Linked DNA regions of Anas platyrhynchos: region 2 is linked to region 1. Evidence: chromatin contacts called from public Hi-C data. All regions are on one chromosome and are shown on one strand. Each heading gives the region's core, a stretch centred on a gene start, on an enhancer-like site or on the middle of the called end of the contact. The rest is flanking DNA. Distances are from core to core; before and after follow the strand shown.

Region 1 (6,520 bases), core at 2,033-4,532:
GCTAGCCCTGGATGCATTTGTGTAACACTAAATGACCAGTTAAGGATCTGTACAATAAGCAAATCAGCTTAATTACAGTTGCCTACAAAACAAATGAAAAAAAATGAATTGCTTAACCAAAGAAACTAAGTAATCTATACTCATTTATGGCTCCGTTTAAAAAAAATAAAAACAGGATATGAATATCAAGTCATTATAATGTGGAAAAAGTATCCTTTAATAGTAATGTATTTCAACTTTCAGAACACAGCACTGCAGATAGGCTTCTCTACTGTATTTTGGTATTTTGGCATCTCTCTGACTCTTTAAACATTCTTGAACTGTTTAGAAATTATGCTGGATTTCAGAGACCTGTAATTGAACTGCAAGAACTCAACACAGCTGAGAAAAAAATATTGTCTTCATGGAAAAAAACAGCTCCTGAGACAGCTGGCCAACCCCATATACATTGGGTTCTGCAAGAAATCGGACTGATTTTTCCCTTTTTCACCTTACTCCTTCTAAGTGGTGGGAAAAGTATGAAATGTTCCAACAGTTACTAAGGCTGATTCCACACTTGCTTCTCATGAGGCTTTTTTTTTTTTTTTTTTTTAAATCAAACAGACTTTAAATCATGCACGACAAAGTGCTAGAATAGGCTATTTCTTAATATTTGGTGCTTGAATGGTTCCATTATACTTAGCTAGGACCTACTCACTGTTCATATGTATTTCTAATTATGTCTCAGCATTTAAGCACCATCACTTGACAGAAGCCAGCTGAAGAAGATTATTAGCAGGCTAATCCAAATTTAGACAGGATGATGAGTATTTACATCTGAGATTAGATTTTCTTTTATTTAATACTTCCCAAAGTTCTCTTTGGAGCAGTGAAAGGTATGAAGTGAGCCATCAGAGATCACCAGGAGTTCAGACTACATTATGCAAAGCACAAAGAAGACATTAGGGAAGGGAAGGCTTGATAATGGGCAGATAAAGTTGTACTGCATCTACTGCCTCTCTCCCCCTCCCCCAAATCCCAGTTCATTTGTACACACTTCAAGAGTTGAGAGATTTGTTGCTTTTATCTCATTCAAACACAGTAATACGCTCCATCACATCATTCCTTACTCTCATGACTTAATTGCCCCTAACACTGAGTCTAGGTAAGACTCAGTACCTTGAATGAAACCAATTAACCATTACGTAAATTGGAAGTCATTTTACTGTTAAAATATTACTTATGTTCAGCCATGCTGTACTACTGTAATGTACTACAGTTTTTTAAATAGTGGAGTGTGCAGATAATTCTTTACCTTATCACTAGCATCTTTAATCACTGAAAGCACATAGCAAGATAGAGAACGAGAGGGGATACTGGGAAGGAGTTTATATTTGCCATCTACAAATGCTTCCTTTCCACCCCAGTGGAAGGAAGACAACTGAAACAGAAAACAAACTGTGGAATAAATACACCCTTCGTGACCATGTCAATTTTGTTCCCTACACTGCTCCCCGTTTGCATTTTTCAGCTTACACAGCTTCTACTCTTCAATGCTTTTCTGTTCCTAACCTGGGAGCCATAATTTTTTTTTTTTTTTCAGAAATTTTCAGCCAGTAGAACAACTAGTTCTTAAAAATATATATTGGATGCAGAAACGTGAAAACCCACAGACCCTTCCAGACTTAAGTTCCAGCCTCACAGCCAACACCACAACATAGCTTTTAGGCAGCAGCTCTCACAGCACAGAACAGATCGTGAGCAGACAAACTTCTATGTCCTGCTCTTTGCAGCACAGTTTGCTCAAAACCCATCGAAATAAGAAATGTTATATTACATAAGCGTGCAGTTATGTAGTGCTAGACGCCAGACGCCTACTGCCAGAATTAGAAGGGGCCCACTTCAAGTCAAATCTCCCATTACAAGAAAAGCCTTTGTGAACTATGGAGACCCCGCCTATTGCACAGACCAGTCCGAAAATTAATGAACAAGAGGCACACGAACATCACAGATAATTCAGCTCTGTGAGCCTCACTAGGATACACCTTCGAATGAGACTCTCAGGTTGTACCTGTCCTACAGTTAAGAGGTACTGAAGCTCCTAAAATTTTTAAGTCTCTCTTACCAGTCACGTGGAGAGTATGGGCTCTATAATGAAGCTCTGTGCCCTTCCTATTTCTGTCTGTGAGCACAGCTCCTCTGAAATTTTGGGAACACCACCTCTAAGGCCAGATCTCTAAGAACTGCAGGGTCTGACATGCCCATGGCTGCGGAGCCATCCAGCTCAGGGACCTGGAAGCAGCAGCCCTCGAAGCAAAGCATTTGCTGTTTCAGATAGATGACATGCGCATGCATGTCCATGCTGCTGAGTCTTGTGTGGACAGGGCAGACAGTCCAGATATTTATTTTATTATTTTTTTTCCTCTTCCACAGGAGAGGAGACAGCTACAGCCAAAACTTTTTAAACGCTCACTTGCCAAAGTGTTGCATGCACGTAAAGGCAATCCATAAAATAAGTTTAGAGTTGCAGGTCAAATCAAATCCCTGTCGGTAAGTTTTTAGGTGGCACAGAGACCCTAACGTAGCGCTGCAACTTTAGCTTTATGAAGTCTTCACCGGCCTGGTGAGCGTGGGTCTTAATTCTAAGTGTACAACACGCATCTGTTAATAACAATTAAGAAGAAAGGTATTCAGGAGAAACTTTCTGGCTGCTGTTTGTAAGCACGGGCCATCCCTGTGTCCCTCCATCCCTGTATCCCCGCGGCCCCCTCTCACCGGCGTTGTAGAAGCGGTCGAGCACGGCGGTCTCGCCGAAGTCCAGCTTGCCGAAGTGCAGCGTCTCCAGCGTGGCGCCCACCGCCTCGCACGCCTCCCGCAGGCTCTGCAGGGCGCCGCTCTCGGCCGCCAGCAGCGGCCCCTGGCTGGCCTCGTTGATCACGTAGGTGACCGCCGTCCGACGCCCGCCGCCCTTGGCTCTCGCCGCGATGCCACCGCCGCCGCCGCCGGCCCCGTCGTCGCCCCAGGGCTCGGGCTGGAGGCTGCGGGCGCCGCCGTCGGTCCCCTGCCCCCGCCGGCCGAGCCCCTCCTCGCCGCCGCCGCCGCCGCCGGGGGGGGGCCCGGGCAGCGAGAAGCTGACGGTCCCCTCGCCGCCGTCGCTCATCCCTGCGGAGCCGCCACCGCCGCTGCCCGGGGCTCGGGGCTCCCCCGCGGGGCTAGCGGGGGCTGCCGGAGCCCAGGGGGCGAGCGCCGGCGCCCGCCTCCGGCACCATCGCTTCCCCCGGGCACCCGCGGGGCCACGCGGCGAGCCGGCCCCCGGCAGGCAGCAACAACAGCAACAGCAGCAGCAACAGCAGCAGCAGCAGCAGCCGCCCTCCCCTCCGCCTTCCTCCTCGCCGCCCCGCAGAGCTCCCCGGCTCGCTGCTTCTGCCCCCGGACCCACTCGCGGCAGGGCTCTCCCCGGCGGCAGCCGCACGGCGACGGGCGGCCAGCGGGGGCGGCCCCAGCGCCGCGCTCCGCCCTCCGGGGCCGGCCCAGAGCCGCCCGCTGCTGCCCGGGGGCGGCCCCTCGGGGCTGGGGCTCGGCGCTTCACGGCTGGGGTTGGTGGTGGGGTGGCCGTCGAGGGAGAGAGGGCCTGTGAGGGGGGCGTGTGGAGTGAGGTGTAGTGAGAGCTCTGCGCTGCTCCTGGACCAAAACAGAAGAATGAAATCGCTTGCTTTGCTCATTTGTTTATTGGATCAGGGATTCTATTAAGTAGGTACAGGAGAAATGTAAAAGCTTTTGGATCACCCAGGTTGGACATGGTATTCAAGATGATCACGTCCATCAGCATGGCCTACTGAGTGCCACCCCCAAACCACAGCCCCTAGTCCCACAGCTTTTAAATACCTCCAGGGATGGCGACTCCCCCACCTCCCTGGGCAGCCCATTCCAACACCGAACCACCCCTTCCATGAAGAAATAATTCCTGATCCCTAATCTAACCCCCCCCTGGTGCAACCTGAGGCTGTTTTCTCGTGTCATATCACTTGTTGCTTGAGACGAGACACTGACACCCTCCTCACTGCAACCAACCAACACCACCCTTGCTGCACCATGCAGCAAAACAGCCCTCTATGTATTCCGAATTATGTTAATATGGCATATCAATAGGTCCATCCTATTACAATTGATTTTGCGGAGGCAGATCAACTTGCTGGCACTAAGCCTGTTCCTATACCACTGTTTTCCATGACTGCTGTAGGAAGAGGATAAATTCTGGAATAATCAAGAAAAATTAGTCACTGTGGTACCTTCAGTAGCCCTGCTTGTATTTGCGTTGATCAGTCCCCATTTTCAATGAGATATGCCTGGCATTTGCTTCTGCTGATAAGGAATGGGTAAATGGGGTGGGAAGATGACGAGCAAACGAAAGACTAATTTACAGGGGAAAGTTAATATTTGCTAATCTGCAATATACAGTAGGTTATTGTTTCTTGCTACAGTCAGAATGGCAATCAGTGTTTTCCTAAATAAAGCAGTTTTCCACAAAACACAGAATCAGTGTTAATCCATTCAGCGCTGCAGTTACATCACCTTACAGGAAGCAAGAACAATATGTCTCTGTTGTTCTCTAGAACAACCCATGTTTGTCAAGTGCAGAAGGAAGTCCCGGGCTGAAAGAAGACGGAAGAAGCATGCTATTCTACTTAGCCTTGCTGCCTTGCGAGGCCTGCTTCATTATTAGCACTGTGTCCACTCCAAATTCAAGACAGTTGTTCTATTGATTTGACTGGGAGTGAGGGAGGGCCCTAAACTGAAAATAAATAAAGTAACAAAAATGCAGATTAATCTGGAATAACCCACAGAAATTGTCCGTCTGTTTATACAGGAAAAGCATATCTCTTAATCTGTTAACTCTTCGAAGTGAGCAATCGGGTTTTCAGGAGTTCTTCTGTATCAATCTTTGAATAAACAATGATGATAATCATTCAAAGTTTATTTATATTTTTTAATCAGCATAATATCCCATTTATTATCAGAAATATGCATACCTTGTTACTCAAGTGTTGTGCAATTAACATCTTTAGCACCAGATGGCTTGCATATAATTACAATCCAGTATCACCCTGTTCCTGCTCTGCTTGTTGCAAGGACGAGAACTTGCAACAAGTAGTTAGCTGTAAATTTGTTGAAATATTTCCCTCTCTTCCTTCCATGTTTTTATGGCTATACAACATTGGTCTCTAGATTTAAACAATTATAGTTCTAAAACTATATCCCAGAATAAAACTATATCCCAAGAACTTTCCAGTCTTATCAGTTGTAAATATAAATGCAATTTTTGTGAAAAAACATCACGTCAGATGCCAAAGACTTGATCAAGCTATTCAAACTAGTGTTAACAAGATCCAAGACAAAAAAAAAAAAAAAAAAAAAAAAAAAAAAAAAAATGGTAATTCCAATGTAAGCATTTTGATTTAGAGAAATGAAATCTGAAGTCTATGTGCAATTTTCAGAACTCTGTCCAGGTTATTTATATATTTTTCATGTATTCTGGGCATCAGTGTCCAGTTCAGGGAGAAAAAATATTCAAGACTAACTCTGCATTTCGAAATTTCTTGATACTATTGGAGATGGATAGAATGGACCAAAATACATTGCTATAGGAATTTGCAAAAGTAAGATCCAGTATGCTTCAATTATGGGTGTAAATAAATAAATAAATAAAGGAAACTTGCAGATACAAAAATCCAAATGGGATCTCAAAAGGACATAAAATAATCCTTTTTTTCCATGAACTTTAGTCCAGAACTCTTACAAGCAAATAGAAGTGGTTAAACTGAAGTTAAAAAATAATAAAATAATTTTTTTCCTAATAATTATCATAAAAAAGTTGGACTAAGCCTATCCCTGTAGACAATCAGAAGCAGCCTTTATATTCAATATAGAAAAGGCAGGGCTTCGTTATGGGGGAGTCAGCTGCCGATCTTTAAAAATGATAGCTCTATGATTAAGATAAACATTTCGAGCAATATTTAAGTACCAAGGGACAGGTAAATAAACTGGTGTCCACCGTGCATGGGTGCAGCTGCTCATGTAACAGTAACAGCATGGGGAATTACAACTTAGTGAATTATGGCATGGTGCATAGAATGACACTCAGCAAAAACTGCCAGAGCAATATGAACATATTTCTGGGCATGGATATTTCTTGAAGGCCCTTTATTGTGACCATGGTGAAGGGAAAAATGTGTACTGTTCTTGCCTTTGTACTTTTTTTTTTTTTTTCCCCACACACTTCTTTCTAAATCTCATCATCTTTCTTCCTCTGCTCCAATGTTTTTTCCTCCTCTCATTTCTTTTGTTGTTTTAAACTTCCCGAAGCATCTCCATGCTAGCAGGCTCTTCCTTCTAGCTCCCACTAACCTCACTTTCCCTGCCTGACACTGTGAGATTTTTCCCTTCCCATCCATTCTTTTTTTTTCACTCCTGCCTGTTTTCCAACCTTATCGCAAACCTTGGGATATTAAATGCTTTTCTTAAAGCTTCAACTCATACGGCC
Region 2 (6,959 bases), core at 2,010-4,509, 74 kb before region 1:
TTCTCCGTTGAGTTCAAGAAGTAGCTGCAGTGTGTTGAGCGTGTGAGGACATGTTCAGACGCTTATACTGAGGGAGTACTAAATTAAACCACAATCTTAACCTTGCAGCTAACTGTGACCAGAAGCAACATTCTCTCTCCCTTCCCTTCCCCCCCCCCAATTCCTTTTCACCCTCGGCAGGTTGCTCTCAGCACAAATTTTGACTGATTTTGACTGATGACATTCTGGCCTCCTGACAAACTGGCAACAACACCTTCATTTACTCATATTTGTGCTGGGGAAATTAGGGGTCAAGAGATTTCTGCTGCTTCAAGTCTAGGATTTAGTTCTTCCTGGAGCCAGTAAAGTGCCAGTCCCAGGAATGCAACCCAAGTTCTTGGGGTAAAAGCACCTGTGAGCTCCACTCTTTTGGAGCAAGTAGTTACCAGTTCACCCTAACAACAGCATCAAGCTACAAATGGAGGCTGAACTCTAAAAAGTAGAGGGAAAAAAAAAGGAGTCATCTCAAAATGCCTCTGGAATATGAATGTTATAGAAAACAAAAAGTATTTCATTAAAGGAAGTGTGACCCTCATGCAGCCCTCAGTCTATGCACTAAAAATAATTCGAGTTTCGTCACACCCCTCTGCACAACAATAAACATTCCAACTACCTTGTTAGTCATTCAGAAATTCAAAAATCATCTGAGGTTATATTTCTGAGTTGTACCAGAATATTAATTCGGAGTGGCAACAGAAACATGCATGTAATTCTTCCCCCAGAACTGTTAAACTACACAGTTAATTTAGTCTTGAGCAACTTACATAATTAAGCAAATAAATCCCTAAGAAAATTCTTTAGAAAGATGTAGGATTTCTTGGAATCATAGAATCTTAGAATTATTTGGATTGGAAGGGAACTTAAAGACCATCCACTTCCAACACCCCACCCACCACAAGCAGGGACACCTCCCACTAAACCAGGCTGCCCAAAGCCCCATCCAGCCTAGCCTTGAACACCTCCAGGGGTGGGGCATCCACAGCTTCTCTGGGCAGCCTGTGCCAGGGCCTCACCACCTTCAGACTGAAGAATTTCCTCCTTATACCTAATCTCAGTCTACCCTCTGTTAGTTTACAGCCACTAACCCTTGTCCTGCCACCATGCTCCCTGACAAAGAGTCCCTCCCCGGCTTTCCTGTAGGCCCCCTTTAGGTACTAGAAGGCTGCCATGTGGTCTCCCTGGAGGCTGTTCTTCTCTAGGCTGAACAACCTTAGGTCCCTCAGCCTGTCCCTCCTCTTCACAGGAGAGGTGCTCCAGCCCTGGGACCATCTTTGTGGCCCTCCTTTGGACTCATTCTAATACATCCATGTCCTTCTTGTGCTGGGGGCCCCAGGGCTGAACGCAGCACTCCAGGCAGGGCCTCACAGGAGCAGAGGAGAGGGTGGCGAAACATGCCTCTCAACCTGCTTTTTTTTTTTGATGCGGCCCAGTATATGGTTGGCTTTCAGGGCTGCAAGTGCACATTGCCAGTTCATGTTGACCTTCTCATCAACCAGCTCCCGCAGGTGTTGCTAAAATATGGGAAATTCTGCTGATGGCAAAACTATTCATTAGATCAGGATAGTAAAAAAAAAAAAAGTCAAATGGGCAAAAGACAAAAAAAACCTTGCAAATATGGAGTCTATTCCTGACTTAAATGACGGACAAAGTACACCAATTGGCACACCCAGTATTTTACCATTATTCACTTAGTATGCTATTCCTCCTGATAACAAGTAGTGTTCTGTATTTATCAGAAGAGCTTCCTTCATTAAAATATTTCTTTAATCATTAGGAAAAAGAGGGATTTACCGACCACGGAAGTAACTGTTTCCTACTTTTCCTAGCTTTCTGAATATAGAGGCACAAGTTATAGTCTTGATGATACTTTATAATCTGAGAGGCACTTCAAAGATCCAGGTGCTTGACTCACCTGTTAAGAAATAGCTCGCACAACACTTGACCACAAAAACAAATGTAATTGTAGAATTTTTAAACTTTCAAGTTATTTTTAAAGTCAGTTCTATTCGCGAAGAAATTGTATGTGTAGACTTGCTATCACTTTCATCAGAATATTTGTGGAAATTATGTATTCAGAATACTATACACTACAAACCTCAAGATATACAAGTACAATAGACATGACATGTTTGGCCTTTACATGTTAACTATTATAAATGAAACAAGGCACTACACAGACAAAGTTACTGCATTAAGAAGCATGGACGAAGAGATCATTACATGTTTTGTACTACTGTGAAGGGACTTCATAATAAATTAGTAGGCTCAAACAGAAAAAGGACAATGTCTTCATCAACAATTCAGGCTCAGAGTTTTAAAGGATTGTGGAAGTTATAAATTTCAGAAGTTCTTTTACAAGATCCTGCTTATGTATGCATGCTTCTTATAAACATTCTTAAGACAGAGCTTTTCACAAGGTATTTGAGCAAGATTCTGTATTTCAGCAGTATTTCTTTTGGAAGGAGAAATTATTGTGAACTACTAAGACCAAAACTAGAAAACAAATTCTCAGTAATTGCAATCATAAATCATTCCATAACATGGAAATGTTTCCTTACAAAGAAAGGGAATTACCATGATATAACTGACAATTTATTGACAGCTTTGTGAAAGAGTGATGGGAGCTCTTCCTTCAGATCACTTAATCAGATTTTGGTTCATTAGATTACTTAATAATGAAAGCATATAATGCACAAAGTCAGGAATAAGGCTCAATTACCATACCTGCTATCTCTTTCTGGGATTTCTTTAATAGCAATTCTGACTTGATTGCTCAAATCTCGTCCTGCGTATACAATGCCGTATGTTCCTTTCCCCAGAACTACTCGTTCACCATTTTCATCATATTCATAATCATACTGCAAAACAAAAAACATTTAAATGAAACAGAGGTAAGATGTATTTCATCTGACTCCGTGCACACAACCAAGGCATCTAGGACGTTAGCTTCTTTCTTAAGACTACAGAAGAGAGGAAAATACTTCAAGATGACAATTTGAGTACTGTGCAGACATGTTCTTGTCACTCCACTGACTTTATGGAAAGCATTGGCTTCTAAGGCAGCCATCTAAGGTAAGTGTGAAAAGCTAAGCTGGCCTTTATCTGTTCTGTGTAGTTACATTTATATATTTTAACAGCACCCGCAATCCTATTGGCAGGAGTAAAGACAGCAAAGGACGACAGAGGGCACTCTGCACCAAACTGAGAACTTCAGCTTCTACCCAGACACACAAAGCAAGTGTGTCTTAATTTATTCCAGATGCTCTCCTGACCTGACCACATCTTCCAAAAACAGCACAACCAACTTTGCCAGTGCCAGGTCAGACAGCAGAGCCTGCCAATGGAGGTTAGTCAGGATTGCAGTGTGTTAACCATGGTTTCGGCTGAATTTTAATTTCAAAGAGTTTAAGGCCAGCCCAGAAACGGTCATTAGATTATCTCATCTGTCCTCTTGTGTAACACAGACATGTAATTTCACTTGCTCATTCCCATGCTGAGACCAGTAGCTCAAGACTAAATAAAGCATTTATATTTTCCTTGCAAATGAAGATTGATATCTTTTTAGTAAAAGATTCAGATAAACCACTACTAGCTTTAGTAATATTTCAACAGGTTCTCAGGGTGAAGTCATTCCTCTTATTTTTAATTCTTATATCTTTTGGCATCACTATATTTCATTGTGTTTTTTTTTTTTTCTCTACTAAACTAAAGAGCCTACTAACAATTAGCAATTTTCCCCATAAAGATACGCACTATAATCAAGTGACCTACTGCTTTTCTTTTTGCTAAAATAAAACAATTAGATAATCATAGTTTCTCATTATAGGGTATTTTTTTTTAGCCCACATGTCACTCTAGTGGTTTCCATTTGTCCCATCTCCAATTTCAGATATACTATAAAAATTCCAACGTCAAAACTGGGACAGAGTACTGGATTTATTATTCAATACTGACTTTTTCAGTTAGTTTCAGATGTCTCCAGAGATCCAGGACATGATCCTAAATATTCCATCTTGTTTCCTGCCACCTACAAGAAAATCTAAAGACCTCAAGTATTGCATTGCACTCAGTGGCCTTGCATTCACTTTTCAGCTATGTGTATGTTCAGATAAAAAATCAAGGTGGAAATATAGTGTAATGACATACACATGCAAGCTATAACTTAGCTAACATGGTTGATAGCAGAAGTAAGGCATCCTAGGCTGTGAGAGTTAGTAGGCTAAGGGTAGAAAGACTCCCACCCACACCATCATCATCATTTGATTTGAGTTTGCTGCTCATTACAATGCTTGCCTACATATCGTAACTACCATGGACAAGCCTTCCCCAACTACAATTATATCCTTGTTTGTTATGCAGATGACCTGCCAATAATGTGATTCCAGCGATGCACGAAATAGACAGTCTATAAATTTAAACAGATGTTAATATTGCCTGACTATGACTAGACTCTGAAGTAACTGTAGCAAGAATTACTTTGCAATAAAGTGCAATTATGAAGAATTTCAGATGAGTACTTTCTCAAGTGGGTATGCTAACTGAAATAAGCAATTAATCTACGTTGGGTATAAAACCTGGATGTGTTACAAAGAATCATTAAATAATAATTAGTAGGGGATAAAGTTTTGTAAACCATAGCTTTCATTTAACTTCTTTTAGTGAAGGGATGAGTAATTTATTCCCTTAGTGAAACTCTAGAGTAGAAACCCATAATAGTTGGTGGGTTGAAAATAAGTTTAAAAAAACAACAAAAAACACACTATATACCTCCAGGGAGTCTCCATCACATTCCCCTTCCTCTGTAGTCTTCCCTATTTCTTCAGTGATGCTGTTCACCATGTCAAAAAACCTGTTAAAAGCAAGAAAAAGAAAATTAAAAAAATGCAAATACATATTTGAGACAGCATGGTGACATACAAAGCACTTCTCTCTAAAGTACTGAATGAAATGAAAGATTAGATTTAAGTATAGATTGGGTTTAAAAGCTCATTTGTCAGCAAAAAGGAAAAAGAAGATTTTTTACATGGAGATTTAACAGCAAAACTAGCACCTCCCCTACTTACTTAATGTCCATCTTTTATATGTGATGAGACATCCATGATGTCTGAAATTATCAATAGAATTCGCATTTCAAAAATCTACGTACATATTGGGTGAAATTCTTGTCCTATAACATTGTTCCTTTACATCCAATGAAAGCACTGAAGCATTTTGTAGAGCAGAAAGACTAGTTTCAGTTTCAATGAAAGGGGGGGGGGGTTATTTTTCAAATTCCCATTTAAAAATATCACTACATATGACTTACCTCCTTTGAAAAAACATAGGCAAAAATATCATGCCAAGCTACTGCTCACTCATCTTCTGAGAAATATTCAGATACAAAGGGAACACGGTAAAAGAACCCGTATTGACTGGAGTTGATGAGAGGACGAGCTAAGAATTGAGCTTCAAGGTAGCCACAGCCATTAACATAAAGTAATACAGTAAATTTTGGTACAGCTGCAGCCTTTTTAAGGACAAGAATACAAGAAATCCTCTCCAGGAACAATTCAAGATCAATTCTGGATCCATTCAAGACCACAGCCTTTAAGCTCAGAGCACAGAAGTGCAGCTTTGAGTAGCTAAAATACCCTTAATTTTGTGCAAACCCTTTCCAAGTTTCTAATAGGGATACTCCTGCAGTCATACTTAAGTAACCGCAATGCTAATGTAAAGGACATCAAGTGTGCTTCTCTGTAATCAGAAATAAAAACTTCAACTACACTAAAATAAAAATCTTAACGAGATCTCCTAGATTATTGTTGTTACTACAAATACTGCTATTTCAGAAAGCCCATTTGTAAGTTTAGAATGTTTTGTTCAATGTGGGGCAGCAAACACTTATAGTAAGCCTTAACATGGAAAATAGCGAAAAATAATACCACAAAATGCATAAAAATGTAAATCTTAATTATGTTTCTAGTATTTGTCTGAGCTTGTTCTCTGACTTTTCAAACCTCATGCATCTCTAGGGTAGTACTATGCTTTCATGTAAAAGACTGTGACAACTGAGGATGCTCTCACCATAGTTCCGAAACAGTCAGCCACTGTTGTACATGCAGACAACATTCACCCTAACGCAGATTGTTTTTTGAAATAACTATGACACACCTTCTGCAGTGAAGTTCCGTGCAGAAATAGATTTGAAAGTCATCTGAGTTGTGCAGCACATACAGGAAACAGCACCGTTCTTCAAACTTCGAAATGCTGAAAGAACAGCCAAGTAGAATATGTTATTAGAAGAACACATATGGGCTTCTACCAGCTATGTCAAACCACACCAATCAACATATTTATTGTGAAAAAGCACCAGATTAAACCTAAAAAGCCATAGTCTTTCCTTACTGTAAAATTATATTCTTATATCCTCCAATGTTCATATTCAGTTGTCTGCTATCATTTGTTTTGTCCCCTACGCTGACCAACAAAAAGTAGGAGCAAAGAAGTTAAAAGAATGATTTAAATTGACGAGTCATTTTTGTTTCCAGTGCATTTAGGTAAGGGCCTTAAATGCTAGCCCTAAAGTCAGGATGAAACATTGCTTCAGGATCACATTAGGAAGCTGGCCTTTGTACTGAAATCATGAATTCTTCCACCTTTAGAAATAAGCCACAGCTCAATCCTGAACACAGAGGTTTCCAATTGGTTCCATAGGAACTGGTAAAGTGATAGTATAATGGAAAAATATTTGTAAATTAAGTCAACGTTAAAAAAAAATAAATAGGTGAATGACTTGACCAGCCTTGCCCACCCATTCCTTCCTTCAGTTTTGCATTCATAAACAGGAGTACAAATATAACTTAGAAATACGTATGACATTTTCTTATGGATGCATATATGCCTCAGGATAAAAGATGTACAAACTCTGATGTAATTGCTAG

The links. A called contact is a pair of places that touch in the nucleus more often than the background predicts.
Region 2: a contact with region 1 is called in a Hi-C map of subcutaneous adipose tissue, with 4 times the contacts expected there. The contact joins the enhancer-like site here to the promoter of MAP3K5 in region 1. A contact is called at or near these places in 5 of 8 Hi-C or Micro-C datasets (liver, skeletal muscle, small yellow follicle and 1 more).

What each region holds. Positions count from the first base shown.
Region 1 is chr3:60,541,763-60,548,282 of IASCAAS_PekinDuck_T2T, reverse strand. It overlaps MAP3K5 (mitogen-activated protein kinase kinase kinase 5), which reads right to left and starts at 3,282. Exons shown (of 30, transcript XM_027454464.3): 1 at 2,755-3,282. The coding sequence starts at 3,139.
Region 2 is chr3:60,615,146-60,622,104 of IASCAAS_PekinDuck_T2T, reverse strand. It overlaps MAP3K5 (mitogen-activated protein kinase kinase kinase 5), which reads right to left. Exons shown (of 30, transcript XM_027454464.3): 13 at 6,190-6,285; 14 at 4,807-4,888; 15 at 2,764-2,897. The region is part of intron 1 of LOC119716319 (a long non-coding RNA gene); the gene reads left to right. Among named protein-coding and RNA genes, the nearest start is that of MAP7, 28 kb to the left of the region's middle. Within about 2 kb of position 3,259, at least 3 of the 8 cell types and tissues checked have an H3K27ac peak or open chromatin away from gene starts, as enhancers often do. A contact at or near this core is called in subcutaneous adipose tissue, where this site is marked.